Regions from separate parts of the Mus musculus genome. Here region 2 is linked to region 1. The links are chromatin contacts, called in public HiChIP or PLAC-seq maps. All regions are on one chromosome and are shown on one strand. The core of a region is the stretch at or near the end of the contact, and the rest is flanking DNA. Distances in the headings are between cores, read along the strand shown. Region 1 holds the start of Gm13067 (a long non-coding RNA gene). Region 2 overlaps Slc2a5 (solute carrier family 2 (facilitated glucose transporter), member 5).

What was found. HiChIP or PLAC-seq counts read pairs in DNA pulled down with a chosen protein or histone mark.
Region 2: a contact with region 1 is called in an H3K27ac HiChIP or PLAC-seq map of microglia, with 4 times the contacts expected there. The contact joins two enhancer-like sites. A contact is called at or near these places in 3 of 39 promoter capture datasets (hippocampal neurons, liver and trophoblast stem cells), 3 of 484 Hi-C or Micro-C datasets (3T3-L1-derived adipocytes, embryonic stem cells and liver), 3 of 115 datasets of contacts at active chromatin or transcription factors (embryonic forebrain, embryonic stem cells and microglia) and 3 of 9 other capture datasets (adipose tissue, liver and pancreatic islet).

The regions. Positions count from the first base shown.
Region 1 is chr4:150,023,432-150,030,677 of GRCm38.p6, reverse strand. It overlaps Gm13067 (a long non-coding RNA gene), which reads right to left and starts at 1,273. Exons shown (of 7, transcript XR_390962.2): 1 at 1,046-1,273; 2 at 780-837; 3 at 178-271. Within about 2 kb of position 5,002, at least 3 of the 459 cell types and tissues checked have an H3K27ac peak or open chromatin away from gene starts, as enhancers often do. A contact at or near this core is called in microglia, where this site is marked.
Region 2 is chr4:150,130,548-150,137,006 of GRCm38.p6, reverse strand. Slc2a5 (solute carrier family 2 (facilitated glucose transporter), member 5) reads right to left here. Exons shown (of 14, transcript NM_019741.3): 7 at 1,311-1,463. Among named protein-coding and RNA genes, the nearest start is that of Slc2a5, 14 kb to the right of the region's middle. Within about 2 kb of position 1,501, at least 32 of the 459 cell types and tissues checked have an H3K27ac peak or open chromatin away from gene starts, as enhancers often do. A contact at or near this core is called in microglia, where this site is marked.

The sequences.
Region 1 (7,246 bases), core at 3,753-6,252:
GGCACCCCTTTTCTCCCTCCACCCCACCTCCAGCCACCTCCTCCCACTGCAGCCACGGCGGAGGTTCTGCAGTCACTTGAAGGAGAAAGATTTCGCAGTACGGCACTGGCATTCTTAAAGCTGCAGTGTCCAAATTCTCCTTCAAACCCCAGCTGTCCCCGACATCAGCTTACTTACCCGGGTCCTATGCAGAGGGTGGGTGGGTAAGGAGACGAGGCCGTGGAGGGGAAGCTTGGAGAGGCCCTGCAGGTGGGGATCAGACTCCCAGACTCTGGCAAGGGTAAAGAGAGAGGAGACTGTACCGAGAGCCTCCGCAGTTAAACCAGGTTGCTGGGACTGCAGCGGAGACTGCAATGGAGTAGTTTTTTTTTTTTTTTTTTTTTTTTTTTTAATCATACACCCCCATCGTGATTTCCTCCACAAACTTAAATTTTCTACAGCTAATTAAAACACAAGATGCACACACGTGAAACCCACACGAGAAAGAACACCCCCCGCTTTTTCACCCCAAAGAATTTAAATAGCATTTTAAATTATTTTTAAATTGACTCCCGCGAGCAACTGACTCAGCTTTCGCTATGCTGCTAGGCTGGCAAGCCATGCAGGAAAGAGCCTGGGTAGATGGAGTTCATTGAAATCAGAGTTTCTGCAAAGTGCAGGGAGAGAGGACTCCAGCGCCTCAGGGGAGACAGCTTTTCTGAAAACCGAATGAGAGGTAACTACCTAGGCAGGAAACGTCACTAGCACCCAGCAACAGCACACCCATGCCCGAAAGTTACCTCTCTCTCCTGCTCAGCTGCTGAACGGTTGGGATGGCTGGCAAGTTGCAGACTGCTGCTGGAGAGGCAGGACCCAAAAATCAAAGTGTCAGCTGGGTGCAGGGAACAACGTGCTGCAGGCGGGGCTGGTCTCTCCCCATCCCCCCACCCACCCCCAGCATCCCTCCCCAGTTTAATTTAAATCCCTGATACTGCAGGATGCCCACTCCTGTAGGCACGTCTCCAGAGCCGTCTGGGGCTTTGTTCTGCCTTCTAGACTTGCTTACCTGGAGATGATGAAGAGGAGGGAGGGTGGAAGACTCTTTGGACTCCTGAAGCTTTGTGTTCAGAGCCAGAGGCAAAGGTGACAGTGACAGGTGGCCCTCGGTGCTTTCTCCCAGAGGGGAAAGAAGCCGGCTCCTCTCTGCCCACCAGACAGTCCGGGAAGCACCTGCTTTTGTATTGTCGCTAAAAAGAAAAAATATTTCAAACCGCGTGTGCACAAGAGATGTGGAGGGAGGGCACTAAGTGTCACTTTTACCCTGAGGTGTCTTTGGCTCCTGAAGTTTGTGCTCCTGCCTCCGTGTGAGTCAATATCATCTAAGATTGAGGCAAGGATTTAATTGAGAAAGTTCCAGGAGAAAATGCACTTTAAATGCAGATATGGTTAAATAGCTCATTCTGCTCTAATCCACAGGGGAATGCTCAGAACAGACACGCGGAGAGATGGCAGAGGGTGAGGGGGAAGAAGGTATTCTCAGGTTTTACATTTATTATAAACTCAAGAGTATGAGAAAGGACAGTGAAGGAGAAAGTGATTATGTGTGGATGTCTGCATACGTGCATGTGCACACATGCACACACATGCATACACTCGGGAAGGAAAAGTATAACTCCCCCCACCCCCTTTAAAAAGCCTGCTCAGTAGAAACAACTGCACCAACTCCGAGTCCTGTCCGCTTCAGTCCTGAGGGAAGAGACCAGGAGGGGCGCCTCTGCAGCCTGCAGTCTGCGTCCTGCCTGGGATACAGCCATGCTACTGCAGTGCACCATGGCCAACGGGCACCCTTGCCCACCTTCCTAGCTTGCACAGTTCGTACAGCGTGCACTCTGCTGGCGGACACAGCCCAGGACCACCCACGGCCAGACGATACACCCTCCTCTTCCTCTGCTTCCCTTCCTTGTCTGAGAGGAAGGGAGCTGCAGAGACCCCTGAGATGTCATAGCAGAAGAGACCCCAGAAAGTATATAGCCAAATCTTTCCCCTAGGTGGGTGGGAAACCCAAGACTTGCCAGGGCTCCCTCAAGGTCACTTGGGGTCCTTGGTCCTGTAAGGTTCTTGCTGCTCCCATCATCAGACCCTGAGAGTGAGTGACCTGCCCTGGCTGTGACCTCAGATGACCTTGCATGCTTCCTTCTTATGTGTGCTACACAGATTACCCCAGGAAATGATATGATCAGGTACATGCAAATCCAAGCCAAGAACACAAACTCTCTGGAAGCAGAAGATTCAAGCATCCACCCTATGACTGAGGGGCAGACACATGCTGATCTAAAGCAGCGCTTCCTTAGTGTCCACCACGGGCGAAACCCACAACGTTGCCCACCTACATGGGATTCCTTAGGCTTCCCTAAGATTGACCTCAAACATGGAGGCATACATCACATACATCCTCCCATACCCAGGGGCCAAAGTCTAAATGGAGGGGTGGGCAGGAAAGCTTATCTTGGGAGTTGTGAGCAGACTGAGGTAGATCCAGCTTCTCTTCAACTCTGGGGCCCTCCTGCCTTATCTATATGAGGGTGATATTCTCCTTTCTGAGTCCCCACCCCTTTCCTTTTATAATAGAGGTTCAAGGCTACCTCAACCCAAGATTCCTTTGCTAGGTCTTTCATTTAAAAGTTATCATTTTTGCGTGTATGTGTGCATCCTTGCATGAGTTATGTATACCATATGCACGAGGAACTCCCAGAAGTCAGAAGAGGACATCGGATCCCCTGGATGTTGGGTTATAGGCAGTTGTGAGCCACCAACTAGGATCTCGGAACAGAACCCAGTTCTTCTACAAGATCATTAAGTGCTTCTAACCACTGAGCCATCTCTCCAGCCCCTCTCGGTCCTCATCTCAATTATAGCTGCGAAGACCATTTTTCCCAAGCCAGGAGACACTCACAGATCCCAGTTAGACCTCTCTTGGCCTGGCCAGAATGTATCTCTCTGCACCTTGCAATGATTTCTTTCCCCCTCAGAACAATGGCAGCGAAATGGAGCAGCCCTTCACCATTGTCACCAGGGTAGTGACAATGGTGACCCCACTGGTGAAACCACATGCTGGCCTCTCTTGTGCTTCTGGTATTGACTCCTACAACACAGGGCACATCTTGACACTAAAGGGAAACTAAGGCACAAAGAGGCTTGTGTCGCATAGGTATTAGCGGCAGGCTTGAGGCCATCTGGCTCTTACCCACACTTCTGCTTTACCATGTTCGAGCTGCCAGTGCTCCTGACTCAACTTTCTGGTGATAGTTTTCAGCCACCTCTGACGTGCGTCCTTCCTCGGGCATTTTGGACGTGTGCTCTGTGCTGGTCACAATCTCCTTTTCTGCCTCTTCTTCTTCCTCCTCCTCCTCCTCCTCCTTCTCTTCCTCCTCCCCACTTTTATTCCTCAAAAACAATTCCATCAACTTACACTTTGATAGGAAGACAAACTTGCCTAGGCCAGCAAGAGAGGAGGGATGTGCACACAGGGGTCCGAGGCAGCCATGGTCGAGCTCCCTGCAAGGGTGCTGGCAGGCACTGATGTCACCCTTTCTTTTATTTTCTGTAACATAGGGAGAAAACTAGGTTAAAGTCATGTGATGTTCTGGCTGGAGGTTGCTCTCAAACACACCTCCAGGGTCAAGGCGGCGTGTTTCCTGTTTAAGGATGAGGCAGACTCTCTCTATCCTGGAGCCTGGGGCTAGGGTCATTGGAAGCTAGGATGGCTACTGGATTTAGGAGATTCTCTTCAGCAAATCATTTAAAGTCCCCTGGCCTGTGGATTACCACGCGTCTGCATTGGGAGTGGAAAGAGCGACGTGGATCACGGCTTTCCCGTCACTAATACAAAAAGACCGTCACTAGAAAGGGGACCAAGATGGTAGTGCCAGCAGAAGATGAAGGTCTTCTCCTTCAGGATCTCTTAGGTCCTTTATGTTGACGGCCACACGTGGAGATCCTTCTGCTCCGAGGACGTGGGGGTGACAAAGCCAAATGCACGCACCCTTGATGAGACCCCTTCCACCATAACCCAGTGTTCACACCCCGCTCTGGACCACTATACATGCTCAGGCAGAACCATGCATGCCCAAGGAGCAGACAGGCCATCTTGCGCCTGCATCTTTGGGGTTCCCCATTGGCTCATTGTTTGTATTAAACAGATGCCATGTACGGAGAAGAAAGCAGTTCTGCCCACAGAGTCTTTGCTGCTGTCTCTCTTGTCTCCAACACAACTAAAGTGTAGCTGGCATTCCCTTGCTTGTTAAACTGTTCTGTTAAGAGGTTGGGAGGTAGCAGGCTTCTGGGAACGGTCTTCCCAAGGGGGTCTGTGCTTAACAGAAGAACAAAGACATTTTAACTACAAAAGGAATGGTGGGTGCATCTTCAGGCCCCAGTAGCCAAATGGAAGTTATTTTTATCACAGGGCAGACTTCCAGGGCCCTTGAGGGCCTCTTTGCGCATGTGCCTGCATTTCTTCATCTGCACCAAAATGTCCCCCGAACCCGCCTTTTGCTGGCAGGTTGTCTTCCTGTCTCCCTGCCATAGGACAGTTGTGTCATTCCTCCTAAGCCCCCAGCAACAACCAGGAGTAACATAGGGCCCCACAGCACCTGTGAATAAATGGAGAAGAAGCCTTCTGGTTTTTTCTCTGAGGCTGGGTCAAACTGTTCATTTCTAGGCAAATCTGTGTCTTCACACTGCTCGCAAAATTCTCGTGGGTCACCGCGAGAGGAGAGGAAGCTGCTTTTTACAACTCCGTGTCACAGTTGCTGGACACAGACGCAGAAGTTTCCCCTGCCGTGTCCTCTGGCACAGGCTGGGAGTGTTGGCTCCTGCAGCCCCCACCTCTACAGCCCCAAATTCCTTCAAAATGGGCCCTTGGCTTAAGATAAAAGGAAGGCCTCAACAAGGCCAAAGGCTGCAAGACCTCCTAGCCTTCGCACTCTCAGCCAACAGTTCTGCCCCTCCCCACAAGGGCTTCCTTCCATATCTCTGCTCCTCACACCTTTTGCCACAGTCTCTGCAGCCTGGCACTTGCTGCTGTCTGGGGTTCCCTGGCTCTCTGGTTCATGCCTGGCTCTGGCTCTTCTTAGTGGGATGGTACCCTGTGTAGATAGAGGTTTCTTAGTGGGGTGGTACCCTGTGTAGACAGAGGATGGTGCCCTGTGTAGACAGAGCTGTGGAGATTCTTCATGGGAAACCATCTAGTCCGAGAGATATACCCCTCAACAAATGATAGCAACCACTCATAGACTTACCACGACTACTTCCCGGCTGGCCGGCTTCTGGTGTCCTACCATCTTTTACCCCGATGCCCGTGTTTGTCTGTGTCTGCCGCTGTATCAGAGCACTCCAGGCTGGATGGCTGAGACAGTAGAATCTACCCGTTTCACAGTTCTGGGGTTGGGAGTGCAAGAGGAAGTGCAGATGAGGCTGTTCTGCTGGCTTGAAGGTAGAGTCTTCTTCTTGAGTACCCCGCGAATGTTCCTGTCTGTCCGAGTCTCTTTGTACAAGAATGGTGAGCGGACCAGGCCTATCCTAAGGACATCCTTTGAACAAAGATATCTCTTGGAAGTTGGTCTGCAGGTTGGGCACTTAGGGTTAGGGACCCCATGGATGAAGGAAGTTTTCAGAAAAAAAACGAGCTCATTTCTCTTTCACTTAAAAACCCAGTGAGGGGGCTGGAGAGATGGCTCAGTGGTTAAAAGCACTGACTGCTCTTCTGAAGGTCCTGAGTTCAAATCCCAGCAACCACATGGTGGCTCACAACCATCTGTAATGAGATCTGACACCCTTTTCTGGTGCATCTGAAGACAGCTACAGTGTACTTAGATATAATAATAAATAAATCTTAAAAAAAAAAAAGCCCAGTGAGATGGCTCAGGAGAAAAAGGAGCTTGCTGCAAACCACCCAATGTCATCCCCAAGACTCACAGGGCAGAAGGAAAGAACCCACTCCTGCAAGTTGACCTCTGACCTCCAGACCTGTATGACTGGCATGTGTGCAGTCCCTGATTCCTGGTTCCCAAATAAACACATACATTTGCTTTTTTTTTTCTTTTTAATTAAAAATATATATATTATAGAGGTCCTTGGTACTTATGGTGGCTCATCCGCTTTTCTGATCTACCATCCTTAACCTGAGGCAAAAGAGAGACTGGTGTGTCATCTGTCCCACCAGCCTCTCAAAGAAGAGACAAAGAAAAGGCAAACATGCGGGGAAAGTCAAAACCTCTGCGTCATGTCACTCTACCTGATCAACTCTGCATCACTCTACCTGATCGGCTTTGGAGGGCAGAGCTCAGACACCCGACACACTCAGCTGCAAAAGAAGCTTGGGAATAGAGCAGCAGAACTCTTAACATTGCCACACAGAATGAAATCAAGGGGCTGTCAAGGGGCTGTCATTAGGGAGAGGGGTGGGGAGTGGGCTGAGGGGCCACCAAGTAGGTGAGGAATGCTGACCTTCCAGGGGAGTGTGGGCTGGGTTTTCTTTTTCTTTTTCTTTCTTTCTTTTTTTTTTTTTTTTGGTTTTTTCGAGACAGGGTTTCTCTGTGCAGCCCTGGCTGTCCTGGCACTCACTTTGTAGACCAGGCTGGTCTTGAACTCAGAAATCCACCTGCCTCTGCCTCCCGAGTGCTGGGATTAAAGGCGTGCGCCACGTCTGCTGACTTCTGCTCGCAGCTATTCTCAGGCACCTCGGGCACAATCTCAAACAACAGAAGAGTAAAGAGAAAAGACTGAATCTTTTTATAACTAGGATCTAATTAAAAGGCTGTTTTTAAAGAGAACACAGAATTCCTTGAATAGTAGGCTTCCGGGTCTTGTGAACCACCAACCTCGGCCTGAGCCTAGGAAATGGCCGGCATGAGGGCAGGACTAAGGTGCGGGACAAGAGGGTCAGTACTGCGTTTGCTCACTCAGAGGAGGCCCCTTCTTAATCAGGGCGGTTAAGGACCACGCCCATCCTGTGGAACTGAGAGGAAGGAGGGTGACTGGGAGACCTTGTCACCTTTTAGATTTTGCATGACTCAAAACTATTAAAATAATAATAATAATAAGTGTTTTTATTTATTATAGCTTTATTATAATATATAATTATAGTATTGTGTTTATTATAGTTGTTGTTATTATTATTATCATCATTATTATTATTTGATGTTAGGATTAAATCCAAGGTTTGGTGTAGCTAAGCAGTCCTTTTCCATTGAGATGCACACCCCAAACA
Region 2 (6,459 bases), core at 252-2,751, 110 kb before region 1:
CCAGACACTAACTCAGATCCCACTTCTCAACCCTGACCACTGTGCAGCCTTAATCGCGGGTGCCTTCTTCTTGCGCCTCCTCTCACTGCGCCACCTGCTGGCCAGCTCTGTTATAGCGGAGCAGCTGTCCTAAGCCAGGGCTCACACTGAGGGCTCTAAAATGGGCACGGTTAAACTGCAGCCTTGCACTGCAGGAAAGTCACAGACAAGGGTGGAGGTCTAACATTGCCATCCCTTTCAGTTCCCTAAAGGCTCAAAGGATTTCGACATTTTTGTCTCCTCTGCCCAGGCCTAGAATGTTCTCTTCAGGACAGAACCGCTCCTGCCCTCCTGCACAGGGCGATGTAGCAGAGAGTCTGCTCCTGTTGCCTGGGGCTCCCTGAGACTCAACCCCAGTCCATTGATTTTAGGTCCCAGCTCCTAGGGATAATGTAGCACCTTGATGGAGGGGTCCTGGACACGTGTAGGGACAAGAAGACAGGGGAGCATGGCAACTCGACACAGAGCCAGCCAGGCTCAGGCTACAGGGTCTGAATCTTAACAGGACTTTGCACATGTTTCAATCTGCTGAGTTTCGGGTTCTGTATCTGTAAAGTGGGTATGTTTAAAGTACATGACCTCCTGAGGCCGCTGAGAGAAACAGATGCGCTATTACAGAAGACATGGCGCCCAGGCCACGGCAGGCATGAGCATTGCAGCCGGCCTCCCTTCCAGAGGCTTAAGGCTCAAAAAGAAAGACAGGGAGGAAGGAAATAAAAGAGAAGTGATGGGGGCAGGGCTGGGCCCAGTTGGGAGAGGGTTTGCCTAGCATCTGCACAGATCTCCAGCACTGCATAAAACATCGGCGGTCTTGCCTGCCTGTAATCTCAGGGCTTGTTGGTGGCGGCAGGAGGATCATCTGTTCAAGGACACTCTGACTACCACATGAGTTTGAGGCCAGCCTGGCTTAAATGAGACCTTATCTCAACACGGGGGTGGAGGTGGGGGTGGGGTGGTGGGGTGGGGTAAAGTGTCCTGAGACTGAGAAAGAGGAGGCAATGATGCCACGTCTGAGAGTGCGGACAGTCACTTAGCAGCTCAGGGGAAACAGACCCTTCCTGTTAAGTTGAGAAGCCTTGCTGTCTTCTAGAAGGAGCTGTCACCGCATGCTTGTTCAGGCAAAACCCGTGTGGCTAGCTCCAGAACAGCCGAGTGGACAAAGGACAGTCTCCACTGGACATAACAGGGAAGTCAGAGGGCAGAAGCTTCCAGTAATGGTGCTAGGTAGCAGCTTTGGGGAGAGGGGGCTGGGGGCTGGGGCCTCTTCTCACCATCCTCATTTGCCAAGAGACTCCGAAGGCCAAACAGCTGGGCCACAAGGATGCCGACAGTGATGAAGAGTTGCGGGACCACTCCCAGAGCCCCTCGTAGGTTTTTCGGGGCCAGCTCCCCTAAGTACATAGGGACCACGTTGGAAGAGATACCTGGAAGGAGAGTCACAGTAAGAATACAACCAGGAAGGCTGGAGGGCTGACTCAGAGGTTAAAAGCACTGGTTGCTCTTCCAGAGGGCCCGAGGTGACTCACAACAATCTATAGTGAGATCTGGTGCCCTCTTCTGGTGTGCAGGCATACATGCAGACAGGATACTGTATGCATAATAAATAAATCTTTAAAATAAAATAAAATAAAATAAAGAACACAGAAAATGTCTGGTAGAAACCAACTGTGTCTTCGAAGACTCAATGTACCTTGCCAGGTGAACTATCTAGCCTGCTCCCCACCAAGCCCTTAAAATGGGGATAATTCCGTTGGTAAGTACTGTGGGAGAGCTCCTAAAAGCACCCCCGAGAGGTGGACCTCTGGCCTCCACATACAAGTGCACACCTGTTCACCCTGCCTCTCACACACACCCTCCTGTAACACAGTGAATGAATGAATGAATGAATGAATGAATGAATGAATGAACGGCCCTTGTAAGTACCTCTTCTATTTCTTAGTTCCTTAAACATCAAGGAAAGAAATCACATGGGCGAAGCTCCTGACAGGAGTATTCGCTTCTTGACTGTGTTACCTGGGGATGCAGCCCAGCCAGACCCTACATCCTTGCTCCTGACTGGCCCAGGTCATAGAGGGAAGAGGATTAGACACGCCCCTCTCCTTCCCCTCAGAGAGAAAAGAATCAGTCATGGAAAGGCACAATAGCCCTGCCCACTGGCTTACTTTCTGGGGACAGCACATGGCAATAAACTCCTGCCTTAGGCAGCTAACACACATAGCAGGCAGAAGGTTAGACCCAGGCCAGCCTAGGGTACAAAGGGGTGCCCTGTCTTAGAAAAGCTTTGATTGGCAATTAACTCAGAAGAAAAGCTTAAAATGTAAAAAATATCAAATTTTAATATATATTGTATATATGCATTGCTGGGATTTATGTATGCTGAGGCTACTCTGAACTCCACTATTTAATCTGTTTTAAAAAGATTTATTGTTTTAGTGATGTGATTTGGCATGTGTGTTTTGTGGGTGTGTTTACAGACATGTCAGATTCCCTGGGAGCTGAATTTTATAGGCAGGTGGTTGTGAGCTGCCCGACCTGGGTACTAGAAACTGAACTGAGCCATCTCTCCAGCGCCCCCCCCCCCGGCCCGCTATGTAATCTTGTAAAATTTCCCATCATGTCAAAATATGACTCTTTTAGGAATAGACAAACTGGGGGCTGGTGGGATGGCTCAGTGGGTAAAGGCACCAGCTGCCAGCTCTCATGATCTGGGTTCAGTTTGCAGGATGCACATGGCGGAAGAAGAGGGGGATGCACATTGCTTCACCCCACGAGATAAACAACTAAATATAAAAAAAACCCGAGAAACAAAAATGCAAGGGCCAGAGAGGTGGCTCAGCAGTTAAGAGAACTGGCTGCCCTTGCAGAGGTCCGGAGTTCCGTTGCCAGCGCCCTCATCAGGAGGTGCATAACACCTGTAACTCCAGCCACTGCATCCGCCTTTCTCTTCTCTGCAGGCACCTGCACTCATCTGCACACACCTCCCCCAAACTGCCCCCTCCCCCAGTTCAATAATAAAATAAATATAAAAAAAGTATAGGTGGGGCACTGGGAGGTGAGAAGAGTGCGTGTCTAGTGTGCACAGGGCTTTGGGTTCCATCCCCAGTACAAAAGGACGCTTGTGGTTTAGCTGAGAGAGAGACAGAGACAGAGGGACAGAGAGAGAGACAGAGAGACAGAGAGAGAGACAGAAAGAGACAAGGAGACAGAGAGAGAGTGAGAGAGAGAGAGAGAGAGAGAGAGAGAGAGAGAGAGAGAGCCAGGAAAGAAAGAGGGTCCACGTGTAAAGGCTCTTAATACAAAACCCAACAACCTGACTTTCATCCCGCCCCCCTCCCGGGGACCCACACTGTGGGAGGAGAGAGCTGACTCCTGCCAGTTATCCTCTGACCTCCGAAACAAGCTGTGGCAGGTGTGTGCCCCTCACGTACACAAACACACTCAATAAGTAAATGTAAAAAAAAAATAACAGCAACGACAAAAATGAGAACAAGTACAAAATCCTGGTAAGCGTGTCTGGATTAAGTACATTTACGTGTCTAGAATCAATCTCTACTTTGGATATTTTCGGGGGGAGGGGTCTTGTTATGTAGCCCATGTTAGCCTCAAACTTGAGGTCCGCCTGTCTCAGGCCCCCAGGTCTAAAATTACAGGGATGCCACTCTCCTGGGACAGACCCTGCAGACCAAAGTGGGAAGACCCTAGAGTTAATTTGGGGCGGGACAGGGCGGGGCATGAGGAGGGGGCGTGGCGTGGCGTGGAGGGGGTGGAGGTGGGATGGGGAAGCAACTGTAATGTCTGCATTCCTTCTGGCCAGGGAAAGCCTTCAGTCCTCTTGCCAAGGAGTTGATCAACAAACAACAAACCCATGAACTGTGAGAAAGCAAAGCGCAGCGACCTTCGCTCCCCAGTCACGGCTGGGCTGTTTGTTTCCTTCTCGGGTGAGCTATGCGGCCAGCGCAGGTGGCAGAGGAGCTTCGGGAAGCTGCCTGTCATCCACTGCATGGCTAACTGAACACAGGGGCAGTTTTGAACATCCAGCCGGCTGGGCAGTGATTCTACAGCGGATTACAAGAGCCCTCTGCCCGGGGCCTCACCCCAGTAGCCACGGGGCACCTCCCTCCCGCGGGCCATCCACGCCCCTGTTGCCCAAGGTGCTGATAATGGAGCCACTGGCTGCTGCCACGTGTGATGGCCATGTGTGATGCACACGTGTCACCATGCCCTTCTTGGGAAACACCCTGGAGGAGGTCACCCGGATGTTTCTCAGTCCCGGGGCTGGTGGGAGGTTTTGTAATTTTGTTGATTGTTTATACTTATTTACTGTATAACTATAATTTATCATTTGTCTCATGAAAACAACAACAACAAAAATCCAAATGGCTGCTGTTAAGACAGACACTAAAGTGATTTGCAAAGACGTGGAATAATGGCACCCTTCATATGAAACTTTAGTTAAGTCTACTTTTTTTGGTTTGTTTGTTTGTTTGGGTTTTTGTTGTTGTTGTTGTTTTTTTTTAAGAGGCAGCATCTTAGGAAGAGCAGCCTGGTCTTGAACTCAGCACACCTGGCAGTTGCATTGTTTTGTTTTCTGGCTGATTATCTTTCATGAAAACTCTATGCCCGCAGATCCTCTTTGATCTGTCCCTGTGGGCCATGGCACAGGGGTACCACACTGACAAATAAATATGCAAATGAAAAAAATGAGGCCAACATTGGCTAGAAGTATGCTTTTTGAAGTATAAAGTTGGAGTTTCTACCCCATCACCACCTCCACAAAGGTCTTAGTCAGGTGTGCTAATGCACTCCTGTAATCCTAGCACTTGAGAGGCTGATGCAGGAGGATTGCTAAAAGTTTGAGGTCAGTCAGTGTGAGCTACAGAATGTCTCAAAAGCAAACACAAGCAAAGAAAAACAAAACAACCAAGGTCTTGCTACACATTGTGTCAGCCTAGCCTCAAACTGGTAATCCTCCTGCCTCAGCATGGCATGTGTTAGAGCCCCCATAGCCACAGGTTAGGATTTATTTCTGTGTGTGTGTACTGCGAATGAAGCCACTTGTGGAGCTGGTGTCCTGCCCTGAGCTCTATTCCCCGCCCTCTTGTTACTTTTTGTTTTGCTTTGAGATAGGGTTCGTCCAAGCCAACCTTGAACTTCCAATCCTCTTGCCCTTGCTTATCAAGTAGCTGATATCATAGGTGTATGCCACCAGAGCCAGCATCTGTCACGATTCTTAAATTACATTTATTCTGCCCCCACCCCCACCCCCACCCCCATGCATTCGCAAGCACACCACACATATACATATTTAAGACATTTTGGGGGAGCTGTGCGTCTATCATGTGGACTCGAGGTAGAACTCAGGTTGTCCGTTTGGTGGCAAGTGTTGGCATTTCATCTAGGCTCCGCCCCACAGTTACCTGGCAGCAGCCAGGTGTGCTGTCTCACTATAAAAGGGGCTGCTCGCCCCCTCCTCACTCTCTGTCCTCTTGCTCTTGCTCTCTCCTCTTACCCTCCTCCTTTACCTTCGTCCCACTCCCCTCCCCCTCTCTCTCCACGTGTTCATGGCTGGCCTCTTCTCTCTCTCTCTCTCTCTCTCTCTCTCTCTCTCTCTCTCTCTCTCTCATTCTGCTTTTCCAACTACCCTCTCAATTCCCCTCCCCACGCCCTGAATACATTCTATTCTACACTATGGCTGGTACCTCAGGGGGAAGGCATGCCTCAGCATGGGCCTGCAGAGGCGCCCCCTTCCCCCACACCATACCGTGCCTCCACCAAACATATTCCTGGTTTCTCTTTCTTTTTATAAAACACAACAGTAAGTACTTTTACTTGATGAGCTATCTTGCCAGCCCTAATTGTGGAGTTTTAGCTGTGATTTATTGGTCAGAGTTGTTTTATTTATACTGTTCTTGTTATTATTATTATTATTAACCTTTCCTGAAAGCCCATGATCAATGGAAAAGAGACTGTACTAGCTCACAGCTGACAACTTCTGGAAGTTTTTTATCTCTTGAAAAGCTTTTGCAGGGAAAACCAAAGGCAGAGACAAAGACATGGCTAATGACTGCCCAGGCATTCTCAGGGGTGGGGGTGGGGTGAGGAGAGTGACTCAGCACTGAGTGGGGTCGGCCCAACACACACACACACACACACACACACACACACACACACACACTCCCCCATCCTGCAGTTCTTCACTTTGGCTGGCCTGAGCTAACTATTGTAGATCAGGCTGGCCTCAAACTCACAGAGATCCATCTCTACTTCCTGAGTGCTGAGTCGGTGCTGAGATACTGAGAAAAAAGCCCAGGCGTGCACCACCGCTGGCAACAGCAGCTTCCAGACTTCTCTGCCTGCTCATTTGCTTACATCCAGCCAGATCATCCCTCCACCCCTACCCCACATTTGGAAGGACATATA